5 separate regions of the Mus musculus genome follow, and regions 1, 3, 4 and 5 are each linked to region 2. A link is a contact called in public HiChIP or PLAC-seq and promoter capture Hi-C data. All regions are on one chromosome and are shown on one strand. Each heading gives the region's core, a stretch centred on a gene start, on an enhancer-like site or on the middle of the called end of the contact. The rest is flanking DNA. Distances are from core to core; before and after follow the strand shown.

What was found. Promoter capture Hi-C pulls out the DNA fragments that hold promoters and counts their contacts. HiChIP or PLAC-seq counts read pairs in DNA pulled down with a chosen protein or histone mark.
Region 1: a contact with region 2 is called in a promoter capture Hi-C map of hematopoietic stem and progenitor cells. The contact joins the enhancer-like site here to the promoter of Nfia in region 2. A contact is called at or near these places in 6 of 39 promoter capture datasets (the 3T3-L1 cell line, the C10 cell line, hematopoietic stem and progenitor cells and 3 more), 1 of 15 datasets of contacts at CTCF or cohesin (the NIH/3T3 cell line), 2 of 484 Hi-C or Micro-C datasets (bone marrow-derived macrophages and pre-megakaryocyte-erythroid progenitors), 14 of 115 datasets of contacts at active chromatin or transcription factors (bone marrow-derived macrophages, cardiomyocytes, craniofacial prominence and 10 more) and 1 of 9 other capture datasets (liver).
Region 3: an H3K4me3 HiChIP or PLAC-seq map of embryonic limb bud shows a contact between it and region 2, with 6 times the contacts expected there. The contact joins the enhancer-like site here to the promoter of Nfia in region 2. A contact is called at or near these places in 6 of 39 promoter capture datasets (the C10 cell line, cranial neural crest, frontonasal cranial neural crest and 3 more), 1 of 15 datasets of contacts at CTCF or cohesin (large pre-B cells), 2 of 484 Hi-C or Micro-C datasets (embryonic stem cells and uterus), 12 of 115 datasets of contacts at active chromatin or transcription factors (bone marrow-derived macrophages, craniofacial prominence, embryonic basal ganglia and 8 more) and 1 of 9 other capture datasets (embryonic stem cells).
Region 4: a contact with region 2 is called in an H3K27ac HiChIP or PLAC-seq map of heart atrium, with 11 read pairs. The contact joins the enhancer-like site here to the promoter of Nfia in region 2. A contact is called at or near these places in 1 of 39 promoter capture datasets (the C10 cell line) and 7 of 115 datasets of contacts at active chromatin or transcription factors (bone marrow-derived macrophages, embryonic hindbrain, embryonic limb bud and 4 more).
Region 5: a CTCF HiChIP or PLAC-seq map of the NIH/3T3 cell line shows a contact between it and region 2, with 11 read pairs. The contact joins the enhancer-like site here to the promoter of Nfia in region 2. A contact is called at or near these places in 4 of 39 promoter capture datasets (the 3T3-L1 cell line, the C10 cell line, liver and 1 more), 1 of 15 datasets of contacts at CTCF or cohesin (the NIH/3T3 cell line), 6 of 484 Hi-C or Micro-C datasets (cerebellar granule neurons, granulocyte-monocyte progenitors, group 2 innate lymphoid cells and 3 more), 20 of 115 datasets of contacts at active chromatin or transcription factors (acute myeloid leukemia, bone marrow-derived dendritic cells, bone marrow-derived macrophages and 16 more) and 2 of 9 other capture datasets (adipose tissue and liver).

What each region holds. Positions count from the first base shown.
Region 1 is chr4:98,189,149-98,191,848 of GRCm38.p6, reverse strand. It overlaps the pseudogene Gm12691. Among named protein-coding and RNA genes, the nearest start is that of Gm34784, 64 kb to the right of the region's middle. Within about 2 kb of position 1,313, at least 31 of the 459 cell types and tissues checked have an H3K27ac peak or open chromatin away from gene starts, as enhancers often do. A contact at or near this core is called in hematopoietic stem and progenitor cells and pre-megakaryocyte-erythroid progenitors, where this site is marked.
Region 2 is chr4:97,776,239-97,778,938 of GRCm38.p6, reverse strand. It overlaps Nfia (nuclear factor I/A), which reads right to left and starts at 1,313. Exons shown (of 11, transcript NM_010905.3): 1 at 945-1,313. The coding sequence starts at 971. It overlaps Gm38709 (a long non-coding RNA gene), which reads left to right and starts at 1,516. Exons shown (of 5, transcript XR_003955232.1): 1 at 1,516-1,910.
Region 3 is chr4:98,222,184-98,224,978 of GRCm38.p6, reverse strand. It overlaps the pseudogene Gm12691. Among named protein-coding and RNA genes, the nearest start is that of Gm34784, 97 kb to the right of the region's middle. Within about 2 kb of position 1,483, at least 23 of the 459 cell types and tissues checked have an H3K27ac peak or open chromatin away from gene starts, as enhancers often do. A contact at or near this core is called in craniofacial prominence, embryonic limb bud and second pharyngeal arch cranial neural crest, where this site is marked.
Region 4 is chr4:98,141,759-98,144,458 of GRCm38.p6, reverse strand. No RefSeq gene overlaps it. Among named protein-coding and RNA genes, the nearest start is that of Gm34784, 17 kb to the right of the region's middle. Within about 2 kb of position 1,403, at least 17 of the 459 cell types and tissues checked have an H3K27ac peak or open chromatin away from gene starts, as enhancers often do. A contact at or near this core is called in heart atrium, where this site is marked.
Region 5 is chr4:98,059,863-98,062,562 of GRCm38.p6, reverse strand. All of the region lies in intron 7 of Nfia (nuclear factor I/A), which reads right to left. Among named protein-coding and RNA genes, the nearest start is that of Gm34218, 38 kb to the right of the region's middle. Within about 2 kb of position 1,257, at least 29 of the 459 cell types and tissues checked have an H3K27ac peak or open chromatin away from gene starts, as enhancers often do. A contact at or near this core is called in the NIH/3T3 cell line and adipose tissue, where this site is marked.

The DNA.
Region 1 (2,700 bases), core at 64-2,563, 410 kb before region 2:
TGTTTTCTCAGGTTTAGTTATAGGAAACCTAAAGCACGAGCTAAAGTAAAGTCTCGTGTAATGAATCCCCATGCACCCATCAATCATGTAGCTTAAACAATTAGCAATTCATGGCCAGTCTTGGTTCATTTACACCCCTGTCTACTTGCTTTTCCTCCACCCTACATTATTTTGAAGCAAATCCCAGACCTCATATCATTTCATTCTAGAATATTTCATGCATGACAAAAAACTAAAAGCTACTTTTATGTGGATCTTCTGTTACAACCCAAACTAGTCACTAAATATTAATAACTTTTTCCTCATAAAATTTGAAAATGTAGAAATGCTGGAGGCAAAAATATAAAAATCACCTATAATTTGATTTTCTAGAAATAACTGCCTGGATTTAATGTTTATGCTTGGTTAAAGCTTGATTTTCCATGTGTTTGAAGAAGAGGCCGTTGGAAAGTGAGTGGGTCATGGGGCACAGTCTTTCTGAGTGGGATTAATGTTTCTATTGAAGGGACCCAAAGAGTTCTTGCCACTTCTGTCAGTGGAAGTGTCTTAGTCAGTGTTCCATTGCTGTGAAGAGCCATCACGACCATGGCAGCTCTCATAAAGGAAAGCATTTAGCTGGGGTATCGTAGGTTTAGTCCATTATCATCATGATGGGAAGCATGATGGCATGCATGCAGACATGGTACTGGAGAAGTAGTTGACAGTTCTACATCAACATCCACAGGTAACAGGAAGAAAGAGACACTGGGCTTTTCAAACCTCAAAGCCCACCTCCAGGGGCACACTTCCTCCAATAAGGCCATGTGTCCTAATCTCTCCTTAGTAGTGCCACAGCCTGATGACCAAGCATTCAAATCTATAAGCCTATGGGGGCTATTATTATTTAATCCACCACATGAGATTATACTGAGATGAGGGTCTATGAACCAGAAAATCTCCTTCATCAGATAACAAATCTGGCATCTTAATCTTCAATCCCCACTTCCCATGAAGTTCTTCTCATTCTCCTGGGAGGGCAGTTCACAGGCTCCACCTGCTTGAATCTGAGGTAATGGACTTGCAGTTCATTTCTCTTTCTAGGATTGTTTAAAACTTCCCAAAGCCTTTGAGGAGGCTGAAGTAGGACATGTGGGAAGAGGAGGATTTCCTAGGCCGACAGACATAGTAAGGATCTCCTTAGATCTGTGAGTGTAGAGACTGGAGATGGAAGCAGTGTTTTAAAAAAGGGACAAGGCCTCAGATGAGAAGACCAATGGTCCCATATAAATATGGCTTGGAATAGATATGTGGGCTGGCTCTGTGCCTCTGTACTTGTTCCAAGAACAGAGTAAACAGCCGTGAGACTTCTTCCATGCTTTGGGGTTATGGAAGACTCTGGATGTTTGTACTAATGTGAAAGTGAGGACATCCATAATGGGTGAAGCTAAACTTTTCACCTACCCAGTAAAAGTAGATTTGAGTTAGAAATGATGCGTGATATACAGAAACAAGAGAAATATAATATTGCTTTGAAATTTTAGACTGGGATCCATATTCACTACAGGATTTATTGAATTTGACAGTCACCCCAAATACTTTTGAAATAAAATTATGTACAAACAGAAGAAAGCTGTGACTGAGGATAAGCATGTGGGTTTCAGGGCAGTTGGGTCCATGTTCTCTAGAACTGGGTGCTGCTTCTGTCTGATTGGAACAGTCAGAGGTGTGCTTGCCCAGAGATAAAGGCTTTGGTTAACTTTCCTTAGTCATCAAAGTGACGTTTTGGCTACATTCCACCCTAGTGCTTTGTTATATTTCTCAGTGGGATCAGAACTTCTGTTTCAGAAGGGGTTGATGTTGTTGATCCTGCTCAGTTAAACCAAGACTGCATCCACAGGGCTCATCAGAGCATCTCTAGACAATGGAAACAGAAATCCAAGGACAGGGAAGGAGAGGTGATGGGGAAGCAGCTAACATATGTGAGATCTTTCAGCTCAGGGAAGGTCTGCGTGTGCCACGAGGTGGGCAAGGGCTGACGACAGAACAGACTGAAGGGAACAATTCTTGAAGGGACTTGATCCCAACCCCACTGCTAAGGGAAGATTCAGACAAAGTATTTAGTGAGCACCTGAAGGCTAATTGGTAGTAAGTGATCTCAAAGCAGGAGTTTTATAGGACTATTGGGGAAGATAGTCTAACACGCAGTAAGTCTATAGTCTAATACTGTTTAATGAAAGGTCAACTTTTCTTCCTTCTCCGGAAACCACACTTTCCTTAAGGGTTTCCACTGAAATTCTTTCCAATTTTACCCTTCTTATTTATTGATCCAGAAGCCTTGTGGAGAAGGTTAAAGACAGATATGTTTAAAAGAATTAAGGGAAGAGATCCTACTGACCCAATCAAATCTTAATGGGGGGTCAAAAGGCCTCCGGGATGCCAGGCTTTGAAGATGTCCACAAATCAGTTTAAAGGGAGAGAGGCGTGGAGGTGTCTCACTGTTCCTAGTAGACTCCACTTTCCTGAAGGGGCAGAAAAGCATGAGTTCAGCACAATTGGTATACTAGAGAAGTGTTTCCTAATGATATTTGTACACATTCTTGTTGCAGCGTGGTTAACAAGGGCCAGATCGGTTGTGGTTGAGTTATAACTTGCCATTTTGTGGGTTACATATTTGTAAATAGGCCAGCTTGTGGTCTTAATTGGGGTCACTGTGGGAGGGGT
Region 2 (2,700 bases), core at 64-2,563:
GAGCCGCAAAATAGCAGTGTTTCCTTGCTGCTGGTGCAGACTCGACCGGGAGGGATGGGCTGGGAGGCTCGGGCAGGAGGGGCAGGCGGAGGGGCACCAGGCCCCACGCCGCGAGTGGGGCTGCAGGGAAAGTTGCCGGGTCCTGCTGGCTGAGCCGCCCGGGGCTTGCCTAGGCGGCGGCGGCGGCGGGGCAGCCGACTCGGGCCCTGGCCGCCGCTCGCCCTCGAGCCGGAGTCCCACTCCGCCCGCAGCGGCCCAGCCCGGCCCGACCCGCGGCCTTGGCGGCTCTGTGGCCTCCGCGGCGTGGGCTCGCCAGACCCCGAAACTTTCGCCTGGGGGTCGCGGGCAGGAGGCAAGGACAGCAAGGTCCCGGGCCGGCGCGGGGAGTGCGTCTCCGCAGCCCACGGACTAAGGCTAGCACTGCCCGCCCGCCGCGTCCGAGGGGCGCTGCCCGGGCCGGCCCGCAAAGCTGGCACAAAACAAAAGTAAGAGTTCGGGGCGTCGGCGGGGGGCGCGGCGGCGCGGGAGGACCCCGGCAGCCAGGGCGCCCCGGGTGCAGCCGGCGTGCGGGGCTTGCGGGGCTCAGCCGCCCCTCCCTGGAGCGGAGGAATCGCGGGCACCGCGCTCCGCGCCGCAGCCGCCAGAGTCCAGATTGCAGCGTGTCAGGGGCTGCAGCCGCGGACACACGTGCGGGGCGCCCGCAAGCCCCGGCGGAGCTCCGCAGTCCGGCGCCCCGATATTAATTAACGCATTAATAAGAGGGCGCCATTAGCCATGTGCCCACACAAATGGCCGAGCAGGAGGAATGCACCCGCATGGAAACAAAGTTACTTTCTTAAAGCTGCAGCCCCCCCCCCCGCACACGCGCGCGCACACACAGAAACACGCGCAGACACGGCTCCCGCCGAGGCACACGGCCGCCCCGCGCCCCCGCAGCTGCTTACCTGGGTGAGACAGAGCGGAGAATACATAACTGCCGGGCGGCGGGGGGTGCGTGCACGTCTGTGTGCGGGCTGGAGGTGTGCGTGAGTGTGGGTGCGAGAGGGAGAGAGAGGAGGAGAGAGCTAGGAGGGGGGGAGGAATAAAAAATCAAGCCTGCTTCTTGCGTTCACATTTCCAACTCGGCTCAACTGCAGCAGCCAGCGCTCTTGCCGCTCCACGCGCTGAACTTTAACCCCGCCTAGAGTTTCCCTACACTCCACTATACTGTCTACTGTACGCGGGCGTTAAAGGCATAGCGCACCCTTTCCCGCTCCCGCGCCGGCCGGCCGGGTGCCCGCGAGCTGCCCGCGCGCCCGCCTGCGCCGCGTTCTGCACCGCACCGCACGGCCGCCGCCCGCTCGCGCCGCCGCCGCGGGGGTGTGGGGGTGGGGTGGGGTGGGGGTGGGGGGGCGGGGTGGGGGGGAGCCGGGTGGGGGAGGGGCGGCTGCGGCGCTGACACCGGTCCCCAGCCTGCAGGGCCGCCCGCCCGCCCGCCGCTCGCTCCGCGCTCGCTGCCTCCCGCGGCCCCCCGCCCCCCGCCCCGCTCGGCGCGGTCCCCGGGAACGCGGCGCGGAGCGGTTTTTTCAGCGTGTCCTCCGGGCGGCTATAGGCTGCCACAGGATGTGCTTAAGCAAACAAAACTACTTTTCCTCCTCCCCATCCCCCCACCCGCGCCGCAGCCCTCCGCGGACGTCGGGAGAGGATTGGGGCAACTTTGTCGGGGCGCCCCGCACCCCCGTGGGCCGCGGGTTGGGCTCCCTAGGAACCCCAGAGAAGGGCGCGCGTTACATTTGCATGTATGCAAATTTCTTGTAAAAAATCAGACCTTCTAGGTAACTTTTCCTCCCTTCCTCTGAAATGCGGTAAAGCTCAAAAGCATTGTAATCTCTCCTGCGAAGCTTTCTATGGGAATAGTATCGTCGGGAGAGGTAATATGCACAAAAGCCTGCTAACTTTTCAGCTACGACTCTATAGCAGTCAGAATCTGGGGGTGGGGGGGATAGGAAGATCACCCCAAAGATTCCCCAGATTGCGGGGGAGGAGGTGTCTGGAGAAAGCAAGGAGGAGAGTCATGAGCGAACGCTCTTCTCTCCCAGAACCCAGGAGCTGGTGGGTTTAAACACAAACGCCCAAAAAAGTTCTGTCACGTCAGAAACAACAGTGGTTTAGCTGGGACATTTTTCTGTATACTGAGAAGGAAAACTGTGAAAGGGTTGCCCCCTTAGGAAAGAGATATGTTTGTATCCCCAAATGGGAGCCCAGGACTAACATCTGAGTCCCTGTTCCCCAGACACACTCTTCAAGGGTGCGTCTTTGTGGATCCCAACTTTTCCCTTCCCCAGGTAATAGTTCTCAAGATGGAAAAGAGCTTCCTGCAATTATTTTAGGTTTGCTAAAGTATTGTTTTGGCAGAAGGGGGGGGGGTGGTTTTAGGGTTTGGCACATTGCCAACAAGCCTGCTCTTCCAGCTTTCTTTTTCTTCTGTCCTTCCCTCCTTCCTTCCCTCTTTCTTTTCTTTCTTTCTTTCTCTCTTTCTTTCTCTCTTTCTTTCTTTCTTTCTTTCTTTCTTCCTTAAAAAAAAAAAAACTCAACACTTTCTCTCTAGACTCTCTTTTCTTCTAGAGGGGGAAAAAGTATACCTGTCTCCTCCAAACTCTCATTTTCTCCTCCTCCTCTCCCTCCTGAAGTTTTGCAGCCTTCTGTATTTACCTACCCTTC
Region 3 (2,795 bases), core at 234-2,733, 450 kb before region 2:
CTATTATCCAATCCAGTACAAGTGTATGAAATTTGGCCACGTTAGGGAATTTGTCTCATAGTTTTCTGAAACCAGACATTTTTCTATAATTCCCTAGATTTGTCCGTCTAGTCATTTAATTAAAAATGGAAATGCATTTAATGAAGTCAGTTTGGCTTTTAGCTAATTCTGGCAGTTCCCTGTAATCATCTACTTATTTCCTATTTGTTCCTTAGTGCACTTAGCAACTGATTCTAAAATTTTGTCTTGAAAACAACAAAAACAAAAACAAACCAAAACAACAAAACAACCTTATGAATACGTAGTTTCTTCCAGCTGCCTGCTCCGGGGTGTTGCAATCTACTGTGGCTCCTTCTCAGGGAGGCTTTTTAGCAGCCTCAGCCGTGTGATGCTTGTGGATCCCCAGTGAAAGGAATCCTTCAGGCCCTACTTCAATCCTGTTTAACAATCTGTCCAGTCTTCTCGTGCCCCCCTGTCCAGGGAGAGATGGCGCAAGACACATTTACGACCTAGTTACGTAGCTTTAAACTTTCTAATAGCTTCAGTGAAGAATCAAAAGGGAATGAGGAAAAGTAGTAGTATTTTTTATTTAATATAACACCTCCAAACTATTATATTTTCAGAATATAATTATATAAAATGCCTAATGAGAGCCTTTGCACTCTAAATGCTTAATTAAAAAAAATCGAGCATATATTTTAAATTTTACTCTTTTTTGCTTGGTTTTGGTTTTTTGAGACAAGGTTTCATTGTGTAGTCCAGGCTATCCTCAGACTTTCAGCAAGCCCCCTGCCTCAGCCTCCTGAGTGTTGAGATTGCAGGTATAGTGTCATATCTGGCAACACTTTGGTCTTTAGTAGGTTCATTTTCAGTGCTCAAAAGCCACACAAGGCTGGCTTCTAGAATAGAATGGGTACAGATTCAAACCTTTTCAAGCTCTTGGCCCTACTACTATTATAATGCCTTCATTTACCTTGTACTTCCACCCCATTTTCATGTTTTCTCTCTCCTTTTCAGCATGAAGGTCTTGCTCTGAATACAGCTCTTGCGGAATAAGGGTGGAGTGGCATTGCTCTCTCTTTGTCTATTAATATTAACGAGGGGGACCTTTTACAGTTAAACGCCATAAAGAAAGCTCGTTAAGGGCAACAACATCCCCTAGCACACAACTCTCTCCAGAACTACAAAATAGGTATGGTACAGAGGCCTGGAAGCTAATTCCTTCCAGATGTTTGAAAAGCGAGCAAGACCAAAAGGTGGATACTGAAATTACTAAACACTTAATAAGGAGCTGATGGAACCAAGGCCCCAGGGTTGGCTCAGAAATAAGTGAAACACAGAGACCCTGTTTGTTCAGAGGAACTTCAAAGGCTCCTATAAACGCGCAGGAAAGGTGAGAGGGAAACCACTGCCGAGATCCAACATTCCTGCAAAGTCCAACTGGAGACTCGCCGGAGATGCTTCACTCCGTGCTGAGGAGGACGCAGGGGCAGGTCTGGTGAGCAGATGTCTGGCTTTTGTTTGCACTATTATTATGTACAGTGTGTGCATGCAAGATGCAGCCATTTCTCAAGCTGAGCCAAAGGGGACAAACCAATTAAACTCCCAGTTAATAAAACAAAGAAAATGCCGTTTCTGTACTAAATACCACTCTGCACTCAAACCATAAACCAGCTAATGGGACAGCAGATCCAAATAAATAATATTGGCCACATTCATTTTCAGTTTTCCTTCCGTTGCTCCCTTTAACAGTAGGACAAAACCAGAGGGTTTCCTAAGATTACAATTAAGAGGAAAAAGACCAGCTATTCAAGTGTGGTATCAGTTGAGAAAGACTCAGAGGTTTTCTCTTTGGTCATCCTTACCTGGAAGGAGAGCGGCCTACAGTATCCAAGCCTGTGTTTGCTTTTTTTTTTCTCTCCACTGCTAATCATTGTGACTTGCCAGGCACATGAAGGAAGGCCTCATTTTATAATCTTTCTTTGGGGACTCAGACAAAGAACAAAACATCAGCAGTCAGAAAGGAAGAAAAGAAATCAGATGTGGTCCATCATTTAAGTGAATCAGCTGCTACAGGTGAGGTGGAAGACTCTTTAAACTAGTTACCAATGGAGTTAAAAATGGGAAGCCCTACACTGTTAGGAGCAGAAGCAAAAAACCTGTTGTCTTTGGATCAGGTAGACTTAGTCTGGACTTCTAGCTCAGTGTTTAACTCAGTATATTGCTTAATGTATTAGATGTTTATTTTCATTGTTGTAATAATATACCTGACAGAAGAAACTTAACAGAGGAAAGATTTATATTGGCTCACAGGTTCAAACCTATCACACCAGAATTCACGATGGTGGGGTTGTGTCAGAATGGCTCACATATTGGTGGCCAGGATACAGAGACCTCAGTTAAAAACACATATAACCTTTAAGACCTACCCTTAAGGGATTCACTTATGTTATCTTGGCCATACTCCATGCTCATAACAGTGGATGTGGGAAGATCTATAACCTCCCCAAACTACATGGTCAGTGGATGGACTAAGTAGTCACACACATGAACCTGTGGAGGATAGTTCACATCAAACTCTAGCAATATTTTGACTTTTAACTTCCTCTTCTATAGACAGGGCATGGAAAAAAACCCATACCCACTTTCTAGGACTGTTGTGGGGACTGAATGAGAACGTGTATACAAAATGCTGATCTCCTGGAACCCAGTTTCTGGCCCAAGGTCAGGGATAACTAGCTATACCTGTATCAGCAGCCTATGTACTATGCTCACTTGCCTTCTGTAAGAAGACG
Region 4 (2,700 bases), core at 154-2,653, 370 kb before region 2:
TGTTCCGTGTGTGTGTGCGCGTGTGAGGCTAGAGCCCAGCTCCTCACACATGCTCTGAATGTGTTCTACCACTGAGCTACTTGCTGAGCCTCTCTTGTTCTTTGATGCTTTCTCCAAACATGAGTAAGAGCAATGTTTTTTTCCTTTTCACTCAGGAAAAACAAACCAACACCAACTCCATTAAAGATTCATCAGCCAAAGGTGGGCAGAAATAGAACAGTTCAGCCACTGTAACAGAAAGAGTTGCACTAAAGCCAATAAAACCAATGAAATTGGAAATGACCAGTGCTAGTTAGTCTGAAAAAGACCCATTAAAAACACTCACTAACTTCTTAAAATTCATAATTCTTAAAATTTATAATTAGCAGGGGCCTCAAATACTTCTAATATCTGTGAAATAAATAAAAACATGATAAAGATGAAGCATAAACTGCTAACACCCCAATCTACTTCTCAACAGTGGGGTGTTACTAAATCTCTAACACATGGCCTTCTGCCTCTGTAGAATACTTCTGTTTGTGAAAGCGTCACTATCTCACATGGTCCTTCTGGTTTTGTTTGTTTGGTTGGTTGCAGCCTTTGGAGGCATGCTCTCACTATAGAGTCCCAGCTACCTGGGAAGCTGTATATGTAGCCCAGGATGGCCTTGAACTGGCCATCCTCTTGCTTGGCCTGTCAAGTGATGAAATCACAGATGTGTACCTCTTTGACTGGTACAATTTTGGTTTTAAAATTACAATTAACCATAATTAATTAAAAATCAAAATATACCCAAGCAAAACCAGTAATATTGTGATACATACTATGTACATATATATATTTTTTATTACCTAAACTCTTAGTTGTTCCCTCTTAAATTATACAAATCTTCTGTTTTGACAAACAGCTTATGGTTTGTTTGTTTCTTTGTTTGTTTTTCTGCTGGATGAGAGAATGGTCAAGCAGAATGAAGAAGGTCTGTTGTACTTTGAGGGGTGGTGGGAAATGGAACACCTAGAGTTGCCCTTGGGAACAAAGGGCAACTCTAACAAATGGTTTGTCATATTCTCTTAATTGGCACCTTCATAACTCTAGGGGAAATGTGCAGGAGTGGATGTTACAGGCTCTGGACTAAGGCCAGAGGGACAGACTTATGGACTAGGACTAGGTTGAAGGCATGGCCATTTACAGACCATGTGGCTACCTAAGAGCAGCTGGGAGCAGGAACCACTGTTTGTTCAGTTGCTTGACAGAAACCTGGACCCTGTGGTGCCAACATTAACCAGAGTTGAGACGTCATAAATTCCTTGATATGGAGAAAGGGAAAGAATCCAAAGACTCTGTGAGATAGGAATGCTGGAGCAGATTTATCATGTGTGACTTTCCTTCTCCCTCCCTAACTTTGTCTCCTGGGAGAGAGCAAAGGACACTCCTCTGGCCACAGTCTGGAGAAATACCTTCCCAAGGGGAATGCAGCAACTGCTGTCTACAGCCTTGAGGGAATGGGGAAAGATTAGATTGACACAGGCTCCCTGGATACAGTGGAATTTGGATGGCCCAGAGTCTTAGGCAGACATGAGAACTCTTCAACAGCAGAAGGGGAGACTAAAGGGAACTTTTTGTTGTTGTTCCTTCCCGGGTAAACATTGCTTTAATCTAGGCAATGGGATTTTTCCAGGTTCATTTTCCCAGATTCAATTCTGAATCTTGTTGAGCAAGTAAACAAAGATGCCAGAAGCAGGGTTTTTATCGGATACCTTGGGATAAGAACCCATCAACTCAACCCTACTCCATTTAACTTTCCATAGCTTTCAAAGCTAACTTGCCCTCAGATATCATGACCTCCCCACTTGTGATCTAGAACCTAAACATGTTGCCCTTGATTTAGATCCCCCTTAACTGGCCCAAATATCCCCTCCTTGAGAAATTCCTAGGTGTTGTTTACCCAAGGTGTTCACTCAACCCTGACGGGACAACTCCACACAATCTTCAGGTTTCAGGAGAAACAGCTCTGTCTTGTTGGACCTTTCCTCCTATAGTCTATGTCTGTTCTCTTGTAATACAGTGTTAGTTACGTCTGAGTTTGGATGCTTTCTGTGTGCTTTTACTTCTATAGCCTTTCAAAGGAGAGAGGAGTAGCTTTGCTCCCTGTATCTGCTCAGAAATTGCTATGTATACAGAGTTCTGACCGTGGTCCTTCTCTTCTGTAATGAGAGTGTCTTTACGTCTTAATAAATATAAATCTATAGAGACATTTTTTAATGATACCATAGTACTCTGCAATAAGGATTATGGCAATAATAATAATAGCAGTCTCCTTTTGAACATTCCTCCCTGTCAAGCTATCTCATACAAGCTGCATGCACACGATCTGCTTAATGGCTTATAGACTTTATATCCTACATTACAAATGTGGTGTTGGAAGCATAGATAATGAAGTCACCCTTTTCAGAATCTCATGGCCAGCATCCTGTGTCATCAGGACCTGGACCCAAGCATTCTCCCCCAAGATCCTATGGTAAACGTTCTTATATTTAACCAGTATTCTTGCTGATGTACATTAGGTTGGATGTAAATTTGAGCAACTCTGAACACCGGAATTCACCCCTCATGTTCATGCAATTATTCAATACTGTCTGAAAATATTTAGGGTTTTATTTTTTCTGCTAGATTGAATATCTTCTACCAGCAGTACGAGAATCTTCTTGCTCACATCTTTGT
Region 5 (2,700 bases), core at 8-2,507, 280 kb before region 2:
TTATACTCCTTTCAAGGAAATTTCTAGGGACTAATTCAGGACTAGAGCTTTTTTTTTTTTTTTTCTGAAGTCCGTAGTAAATGATCACTTAATGAACCCATGCAATTTGGATGCTGTACTTTACAGTGGAAGGTTCAGGTTGCATTTTTCTCTGTTGCCCTTTCAAAGCCAAGGCAGCCACAGGCTGAGCAGGCAGGGATGTTGTGAGAGGCTGCTTCTCTCCATAAATCTGATAACAGAGTCAGACGACGACGACGACTCCTTTATACTTGAACCCTGATAATTATCATTTATACAAGATTACATTAGATAAAAAAAGCTTATGTGAGATGCATAATAATTTTTTTTCCAGGAATGCTTTTGTTCTTGAATTGGAAGGACGACAGCCAAGACCCGCCAGAGGCTAATGGCCGCACGTGAAGGACTGACAACACTCATCCCAAGTCAAGTCAGGGCAGAAAAGACTCCAGACAGGGATCCATATGGTTTTCCCTTCCCTCCTTTTGTAATTTAAATCTTTACGCTGCAGGAGCTCCTACACGGAAAAACCTAGACATGTCCACAGTTTTAGGGACTCTATCTTTCTGAATACCAAGAGTGATGCATAACATGGAAGAGAAGCCAAAGTTCAGTCTGTTCTCTCTGCCTTTCTCTCACCATCCCATTGGAATGATTGAGATGCCTACTGATATGGGGGCCTCCTTAGGATTACAGTATTTTTTTAACTAATAGCGTAAGGGTCTATGGTTTTGTGGACAATTGTTGAGCAATCCTCGTAGATCCTAGAGTAAAAATGCAGGCTGGAGCAGAAGCAGGACTCCAACCCAGGTCTTGCAGATAATTAGGCAGAACCATTGCTTTCAGGCCACTTGAATTCATTTAATAAAAATTCACAGGCTCGCGGGCAGTGGTGGCGCATGCCTTTAATCCCAGCACTAGGGAGGCAGAGGCAGGCGGATTTCTGAGTTCAAGGCCAGCCTGGTCTACAGAGTTAGTTCCAGGACAGCCAGGGCTACACAGAGAAACTCTGTCTTGAAAAAGAAAAAAAAAAAGAAAGAAAAAAAATTCACAGGCTTCCACTCTGGGTTGAAGAAACCAAGTTGGGATAACCTAGGTAAAGTTTTACCCTTAGTCATTCAACTGAGGACATCACAAACAATGACTGAAATCAGAATTTTCTAGACTCTTCACTTACTCTTCTACACAATCTTGTCTTGGTAGAGCAGATTCCTATCCACTTAGTCACACTCACTGTGATAGACTCAGAACGGAGCCTGACACTTGAGATATATTTGGTGATTGCACAATAAATGGCTGAGTAAAGGAGTTTAAAAATTAAGAAAAAACAAGCATAAAACTTTCCAAGGACAAAAATATGTTTTTGCCCCCTGATGAAGAGCCAGAGAGCATGGTGAAAAATTGGTTCTAAGTTAAGACTGCATAGAATGAGATACATGTTTAGAATCCATTATGGTATCTGAGTGAAAACTCAGAAGCTAAAGAGTTAAAAGCTCCTGGTTTGCTCTTCCCCTACAAATTGTGCTGCTGGATTTAAAGAATGAAAGGAATCTTTTTTTTTCTTTCTTCCAGCACAGATTCAGTTGTTTTCACTGGTAGCAAGAAACGCTGACCAGAGAGACCTGTTTCTGACAGAATCATTTCTAGTTAGCATTGTAGGTAGGTGGTATTTCTCAAACAAGAATAGGAATGCACTGAGCTGAACAAAATTTTAGACTCAACTGTTGCAGCACCTCAAACACAAAGGTGACCACTCCACTGTCCAGAGTCCCCTGAGAATGACCTTGAGGATCAAGTGGCTTTGCCTCATGGCCTCCCAGAAAGTGATAAATGGCTTTTAGATAAGAAATAGTGGTAGCCATCAAAGAGTATGCTGCCCAAGGAAAAACACAGGTTTGAGCAAAGAATAAGTAGATAAAAGTTAAAGAAACATGACAGAAGAAATAATTCACCCGTACCATGCGCTCTCTCCATTAGTTGTTAATAAATACCATTGAACTTATTTTATTAAAGATGTAAAAGAAAATGATTAGCAGTGTAAATTTAGACTTTCATTTTTTCCTCCAATTTTTTATTAGGTATTTACTTCATTTACATTTCAAATGCTATCCCGAAAGTCCCCTATACCCTCCCCCCTCTCCCCTGATCCCCTACCCACCCACTCTCACTTCTTGGCCCTGGTGTTTCCCCTGTACTGAGGCATATAAAGTTTGCAAGACCTAGGGGCCTCTCTTCCCAATGATGGCCGACTAGGCCATCTTCTGCTACATATGCACCTAGAGATACGAGCTCTGGAGGTACTGGTTAGTTCATATTGTTGTTCCACCTATAGGGTTGCAGACCCCTTCAGCTCCTTGGGTACTTTCTCTAGCTCCTCCATTGGGAGCCCTGTGTTCCATCCAATAGTTGACTGTGAGCATCCACTTCTGTGTTTGCCAGGCACTGGCATAGCCTCACATGAGACAGGATCCCTTCAGCAAAATCTTGCTGGCGTATGCAATAGTGTCTGCATTTGGTGGCTGATTATGGGATGGACCCCGGGTGGGGCAGTGTCTGGATGGTTCATCCTTTCGTCTCAGCTCCAAACTTTGTCTCTGTAACTCCTTCCATGGGTGTTTTGTTCCCAATTCTAAGAAGGGGCAAATTGTTCACACTTTGCTCTTCTAAGTGGATTTTAGCCCA